Linked DNA regions of Xenopus laevis: region 2 is linked to region 1. Evidence: chromatin contacts called from public Hi-C data. All regions are on one chromosome and are shown on one strand. Each heading gives the region's core, a stretch centred on a gene start, on an enhancer-like site or on the middle of the called end of the contact. The rest is flanking DNA. Distances are from core to core; before and after follow the strand shown.

Evidence for each region. A called contact is a pair of places that touch in the nucleus more often than the background predicts.
Region 2: a contact with region 1 is called in a Hi-C map of the XL177 cell line, with 7 times the contacts expected there. The contact joins the enhancer-like site here to the promoter of LOC108699276 in region 1. A contact is called at or near these places in 2 of 4 Hi-C or Micro-C datasets (the XL177 cell line and the XTC cell line).

The regions. Positions count from the first base shown.
Region 1 is chr8L:109,326,060-109,330,238 of Xenopus_laevis_v10.1, forward strand. It overlaps LOC108699276 (matrix metalloproteinase-18-like), which reads right to left and starts at 2,477. Exons shown (of 8, transcript XM_018231261.2): 1 at 2,174-2,477. The coding sequence starts at 2,389.
Region 2 is chr8L:109,470,933-109,474,685 of Xenopus_laevis_v10.1, forward strand. No RefSeq gene overlaps it. Among protein-coding and RNA genes, the nearest start is that of LOC108699279, 44 kb to the right of the region's middle. Within about 2 kb of position 2,454, at least 1 of the 7 cell types and tissues checked has an H3K27ac peak or open chromatin away from gene starts, as enhancers often do.

The DNA.
Region 1 (4,179 bases), core at 1,227-3,726:
CCTTGTGTATTACTCCCTTCCCTTTAGACTGTATGCCTATGCATAGGGCCTTCCTCACCTCTTTGTACCTGTATTGATTGTGATGTTTGTTACTCCATATATTCTATGTATGTAATTCATGTGATGTAGTTCTATAATCACAGTTACTTTACAGTGCTACGCAATATGTTGGCGCTATATAAATACATGTTAATAATAATAATAATAATAAATGGGAAGGCTGGAACAGGTATGGGACCCATTATCCACAATGCTCAGGTCCTGGGAGTTTCTGGATAAGGGATCTTTCCGTAATTTGGATCTTCAATCCTTATGTCTACTAGAAAATCATGTAAACAGTAAATAAACCCAATAGGCTGGTTTTGCCTCCAATAAGGATTAATTATATCTTAGTTTGGATCAAGTAAAAGCTACTGTTTTATTATTACAGAGAAAAAGGAAATCACTTGATTTGGATTTTTTGGATAAAATTGAGTCTATGGAAGACAGCCTTTCCGTAATTCAGGGCTTTCTGTATAACGGGTTTCCGGATAACGGATCTCTTGCCTGTATTTCTTTCCAGAAAATACATAAATACACCCGTACATATAATTAATACACATCTGGCAACGACAACACGACAAGATCCATGGCCATACTAGGCATCTTCAGCACTAATGCAAGGTTTGCCATTCAATTACAGGAATTATATGCCTGAGAACTGATAAGGGGTTTTGTACCAACAAAGATGGTCAAAATCATGGAAAGGTCTGGTGATTCCATCCTCGTCACACATGAGATATTAGTTGTTATATTGTATATTGATCAATATTGATTAGATGGAGAGAAAATCCCATTGGCTGAGGTCCCACAACTATTGGCATATTATTAGCAAGGGGCCAAGGCTCAGATCAGGTATAGATCCACTCACTTGGAAAACAGCCCAAATGATAAAATCTTTACATATAGACAGGGTCGGACTGGCCCGGCAGGACACCGCTCCCTGTTCAGCTGGCCCCATAAAAAAAAACAAATTGCGGGGCAGAGTAGCGTTCACGCATGCGCACATACGCGCCACCGTTCATACATGCGCACCACGCATTGGCGTTCGCGAATTCACATCGAATGCGCTGCGAGGGCCCCGGTGGATTAGAACCTGGTGGGCCCCCAATTGTCCAGTCCTACTCTGCATATAGACATAAGAATGATAGGGAAGCTTGGCTGAGGCAGAGAAAACCAAACAACCCCAATGAACGTATACAATGAAATGTAAAGGTGGCCATACACTGGGAGATCCATTCGTTTGGAGATGTCGCCATATTGAGGTGGGCGATATCGGGCTGATCTGATTGTGGGCCCAATGGAGGCGATACAGGTGGTTGGATCGTGGGAACACATCAACGAACAGATGCGGCCGTGATCCAACAGGATTTTTTACCCTGTTTGACTTTCGGCCAGATATCGATCTTGGACGCCTGTCGGATGGCCCCACACATGGGCCAATAAGCTGCCGACTCAGTCTGTTAGCAGCTTTTATTGGTCTTGTATGGGGTCCTTAAGCCTAATGGTACCCAAAATAACACCACCATTAATGCCTGAGCTAAAGCCTGAACAGGGTAACAAAACAAACGTTTTATAACATATACTCCATATAACATGGAGTACAAGCTGCCTCAGGTAGAGAAGAGAGGGGAACTACTTGCTCTCGGCAATCCCATATCATGTACAAAATCCAAAATATATATAAACATTTATGAATGTTTAATCATCTGCTTTAATACCAAGGGTGTTTTAGCCGGTCATTTGCTTAAAGGTCTGTGTAGAACAGAAAACCAAAACCTGTATTTCCTAATATACTTGCAATTCACTTTGTTTTCTTCCTCTGTAAGACAGGGGGTGCTGTGCCAGTACATTGCTTACGTTAGACAGTGACCATATTCGTATTATTAATGCAGTGGTTCCCCACCTTCCCTTTGGGGGACCTGGAGTAGCAGGGGGCTCAGTCGCAATGGCAGTAATTGGTCACCTGCCCTGCAGTTTCCTCACTGAGTTTGGCAGAAACACAAATAATATGACAAGTCAATGGGGGCAAATAGCTTGTGTGCTGCAATAGGAGGGAGTAATGAGTATCCGCCCAAGAAAAGGAAAAGTCTGAGTAGAGAAGTGGCACATGTTTAATGTTAAGAGCACTTACCGCTGCCAACTTAAATTGTTCTGTGTCTATCTGGACTGGTCCTTCTGGTTTTGTGCCACGGGGTTCCAAATTTGGGGGGACGTTGACCTCTGGGGAAGGGGTAGCTCTAAATTCCACACTATCAGATTCTTCTTCAATTGGTCTAGTGGATCCTAGTGGCAAAATAATCAGCCAAACTGTCCAAACTAAAGCTAAAGGGACACGTCTTCTGGCCATCGTGCTCCTGCTCTGTGACTGTACCTCGTTACTCCCAGTAGGACACTGAGCTCTTCTAGCTATCCATTAAACCTGTTCAAACAGGCCTTGTTATTTCAGCAAGAAAGATAGAATTCCATGGGATAATGACCCCTTACCTCCTGCTTTATCCTAAGATAAAGCAGACACTATACTGAATGGGCTAAAATACATGCACAACCCTCTGCTGCTTCTGTTTAGGGGGCCCATGGGTGGAGGGGGTTCACAGGTGACCCACCACATACATGAAATCATGGGTCACTTGTGATTTTTGTTTTGTGTGTGGCTGGTTGCCCATGTTTTTTCGACTGCGGTGTGGGTCCCAGAAAACAATTTTGCAAGGAGGCCTGGGACCCAAACGTTACACCACTAAAGGAAGTTGACCCATGCGGCTCGCTGTATTTGATGTAAAGTGCCTAAGCCAAATGCAATCAAAGTCCTCTGAGTACTAAGCAGGGCTGGTTTTAAAGAAGGGCAGAGAGAATTTGCACTTGTTTAGAGCATCACAGGAAACCCCTGGGGCAATGATTGTAGATTAAAGTGCAAAGTGCAATGGAAGACATGTCCTGAGCCAAAGTGATAAAGGTTTATGGGAGTTGGAAGACTACAGTCTACTAGTGATGTACGGAAACATCAAAACCATATCTGACCATAACGCACCCTCGACCTGCCCATCACTGACGTCACCAGAAGGGTCCGGTGGATGGACCCTGAGCAGAATAAGGCCTGTCACCCGCCGCCTGTGATGAGCCTTTTTGAGAAGGAGCAGCAGCAGATAAATGGCCCTAATTAGATCCAATCACTTCTCCAGATTCCAGGAATTCCAGCATCAGAATTAATAGTCCCACATTCTGGCAGCTGCAGGGAGAAGATAGGAAAGTCTGGTTCACTAAGTACCTATAGAGCAATATAAAAATAGACATTGGGGTAGCACTGTATAATTATTTTTTATCTAGGAACCAGATAGATGCTGAAATGCCAAACTTGTGAGCTACTTGGAAAAAAGCTAACTCAAAAACACAAAAATGTAAGACAATGAAGACCGACTGAAAGTATCAGAAATGATTTGGTCTTTCAATGTATGATCAGAGGTGACTTGTAAGGTAATGCCTCTTAAATCCAGCTCTATATCTATCTATAAAGATCTCCAGTCCCAGATATCAGAAAAAAAGGATCAGTCAGGATGTGCAATACCTTAAAATATTGATCTTTGGACCTGGTCATGTATTGATTTAAACAGTTTTTCATGATATATATGAGAAGTTCTGAGAACCTGACAAATCCATAAAGGAGAAGAATAGAATGAGAAAAGAGATGGGGAGAACCATAGAAACGACAGCCTTTGGGGTGCAGGAGGGAAATGGGTGAGATATATGAGCATTGCTAAAAGGATCCGATTAGTCAAACCGTGAATTTCATCCTCATGTCTTCACATTATGAAACTTTCATCCATGGAAACATTTCCATGTTTAAAACCAATAGGTGTCAGCAGAACCCCATATTGAAGGTAGAACATCTCGGCACCATGAGCCAGATTAACACACTGAGTCAGCATATACCCATTTGCCTTTCTCACACCCAGAGTGTTATGATAGCAATCTCATTTCTCCTCCCTGAAAGAGCCACCATTTACTCCACAAGGTAGAAGACAGGCTGATCCTGCATTGCCCTGCTGGTGTGTGTGTTGGTCTTTGTCCTCCAGAATGCAATAATGCATGTGGGGTTAGAATTAGAAGATATGGTCTGATAGAGGGTCTTGGATTAGGAAACAG
Region 2 (3,753 bases), core at 1,204-3,703, 140 kb after region 1:
GTGAACCACCCCTTTAAGGGAAAAATTTACAAAAAATGTGACAAAAATGCTGTGAAATTGTGCCTTACAATAGGCCTCAGGCAGTGGATAGAATAAAACACAGAGTTAAGGGATTGTTGTTGAAGTTGTGGAGCTGAAGTTTGTCTGTGAGAATGAAGAGTTCTTCAATAAGTCAGAGATAAAATAAAAGAAGTGGATACATTACAAAAAAAGTTTTCTGGAGGCAGTAATTTGCTGTCAGAGCTCAAATTCATCCCCCATTTAGATTTTGATAGGATGAGTTCAATGAGACATTCTCACAGACATCCTGGCAAGTTAAGATGAGGTTCTGGGTAAATACTTATTCAGTGTCGGATTTGGGTACCTGAGGCTCACCAGAGAATCTCACCTCAGGGGGCTACAAAACACATAAGCACATCTGCTGCTGCTGTGACTCCCACCACCACCCCTCACCACATTCCCACTATGTACAAGCACAACCGGTCTGTCTCTACAAAATATGGGGTCTAAGGTGAAAGTAGGGATGCATCGAATTCAGGATTCGGTCAGCTTTTTTAGCAGGGTTCGGATTTTCCCGAATCCTTCTGCCAGGCCGAACCGAATCCGAATTTGCATATGCAAATGAGGGCAGGGAAATCTCGTGACTTTTTGTCACGAAACAAGAAAGTAAAAAATGTCTTCCCCTTCCCATCCCTAACTTGCATATGCAAATTCGGATTCGGTTCGGTATTTGCCCGAATCTTTTGCGAAGGATTTGGGGTTCGGCCGAATCCAAAATAGTGGATTCGGTGCATCCCTAGGTGAAAGTAAAGTTTGGGGTGTCAACAATAATTACCCAGACATGCAATTTCTGCAGTGCGATCACTGCAGAAATGGATAATAGCCATTAATGTCAGACATAGCAGAAAGAAATGGCCAATTAGCATATTAAACCCAGACATGTCAGTAAGAAATGGACAATGACCATATTAATCCCAGACATGTCAGTAAGAAAGGGCCAATGGGCATATTACCCCCTGACATGCCAGTAAGAAATGGCCAATGAGCATTTTAACCCCAGACATGCCAGTAAGAAAGGAATCTCATATATGTCAGTAATGAGCATCTTGATTCCATACGAGGCAGGAAGATCAATGGACAAAAAGCTTAACCACAGACATGCCAGTATGATCACTGCATAAAATTATTCGATTGAAAGCATTACCTGACCCAGTTAGAAGCAGAATTCAACCAGCTTTTCTAAAGTCTTGGCTCTCCATGAAAGATTAGTCAGGCAATCTCGCTTTAAAAAAAAGAAAAGTCGCCATCGTTTTTTTTTTTTACAAATGTAATGAATTTCCGTCATACAGGGTATGATGTAACTGACATAAGAGTGAGGAAGATGTTGCTTTGTTTTATCAGTTCGCCTGGTCTGAGGTGGCGAAGTAAACTCTGGCGAAAGAGATAACGTTCAGTAAAATTCGTATCTTGCGGAGTAACGACCGTTCGCCAGAGAGCAAAGTCGCCTGGTGATAGGGTGCGAATTAACACTAGTGACGGTCTTGTTCGCTAGTGAAATGTCCTCTACGCCTGTTAGTGAATTGGCAATGTCTCTGCAGATGTGATTTCTGGTGAATTGACGCTAGCTTCGCCCACTTCGCACTTTGTGTGAATCTGCCCCTAGGTCTTAATCACCCAGAACACTAATGCTACTCGCCGTAGCTCTATAATGAGTTTAGCGACATATACGTAATGCTATTTTGAAGGTGTGCCACTCCTTGATCCCTAGAAACTGACTAGGGCCCTGACACCTCCAGCTGAAAAGTTCCCTCTGGGCCTCGTTCTTACTGCATCTCCCCTGTGGCCTCCCTGCCCTCCCATTTCTCTTTCAGGGCCGTGTCTGGGGCCTAGGGTTGCCACCTTTTCTGGAAAAAAATACTGGCCTTCCGATATATTTATCTTTTTTCCCTATTAATAACATTGGAATCAACCGTCATTTTTACCGGCCAGGTGGCAACTCTACTGGGGCCAGAGAGGAAGGTTGGGGGCAGCGTTGATCACTCCTATAATTGCCCTTAACTGTATCAAAGGGTCAATCACACTGTATGACACACACAGGACCGATCCTTTAATCATTGGGAATCATTGTTTTTTGTAATAAATAATTAAAATATTTGTGGATAATATTTGGTGGTACTGCACAGTTAGTACAATAATCAATCACTTCACTGATACTTCAATTCATCCAATTTCATCCACCCGATGATGCTACACAGGTATAATATTTGCAACACCCAGAGCTATTACTCCTTTATAGTTGAACTAGTTAGATGGTGCTTTTCTCGAGGAATCTCCTATTCCTGAGTCTAACTGAATAGTTAATTAGCAGTTTCCTTTAGATACAAACAGCAAGGCTGCACTCAAACCAGTGTAGCAAGCAGCATGCAACTAATTGCTTAATCTCCTTGCCTGACCTGGATATGTTTAGTATGCAGGGCCGGATTTATATACCAGACACCCCTAGGCTCTCTGACGTTCGCCGCCCGTGTCCTCTCCCTTTTATTCACTCAAATTTCCATTGTCTTGACCGGAGCAATGGGATTGGTGCATAGGAAATTAAAAAAACTATTTTATCTCCTGCCCATCCTCAGTGTTTCTGAAACCATGTGGGTGTGGTTGGGCAGCATGCCGCCCCCTAAAATCCTGCCGCCCTAGGCCTGGGTCCTGGTGGCCTTTCCACAAATCCGGGTCTGTAAGTATGACAGGAGTGAGAGGAAAACAATAACCCATGGTAAATATTTTTAGATTGTAAACTCTATTGAGCAGGACTCTCTTTACCTCTTATATTAGTTATTGGTTGTATTTTTGTAGGTAGTCTGCATGTTCAGTGTATACACCCAATAGTTATACACTTCTGCAGAATATGTTAGCGCTTTATAAATACATGAAAAATGACAATAATAATAATAATGTGCACTCACTGATTTTCTTCCTATGTTCTACGTCTCTAGTTTTTCCACAGCTTGAGTAATGCCACCTGGTGGAAGATCTTACAACTGCGTGATTATTAGTCTGAGTTAGAGCTAGCTTTCATTTGAATGCCTGCATTTTCCCAATGTACACTGCAATGCAATATCCTCCACGACTTAGAAATTATAGCTATATATAATATATATAAATGAAATTTTATATATATATATATATATATATATATATAAAATCTATGTAAATCTATTATCAATTAATCATCTGAAAAAACATGGCATAAAGATTTCTAAATGCTTCCATTGCAAGCTATCTTGCAGTAGTTGCATTTCCATTACTGCCTTACAGGACTGACCTGCCCAATAAGGAATTTTTCCTGGTGAGCCTTGGTCAGGGGACACCTGTCTCCCTTTCTGGAACAGAGCATCAAGGGCTCTTACTGACGAGCCTTTTTAGCTGCGCTCCCCTGCGTTCCGGTTTCATGTGTTCAGCCGCAGGGGTGCGCAGGAGTAGACGCACTGAATTCTTTTCAATGTCGCTGTACTCACACAAGCGCATGTAAGCGGCGAACACAGGTTGGGATGCAGCATGTTGCATTTGACCTGCGTTCGGCACTTACATGCGTCTGTGTGAGTACAGCGACATTGAAAATAATTCAGTGTGTCTACTCCTGCGCACCCCTGCGGCTGAACACATGAATCCGGAACGCAGGGGTGCGCAGATAAAAACGCTCGTCTGTAAGAGCCCTAAATCATGACATCTTTTCCAGGTTCCGCTTGTTATTTTTAT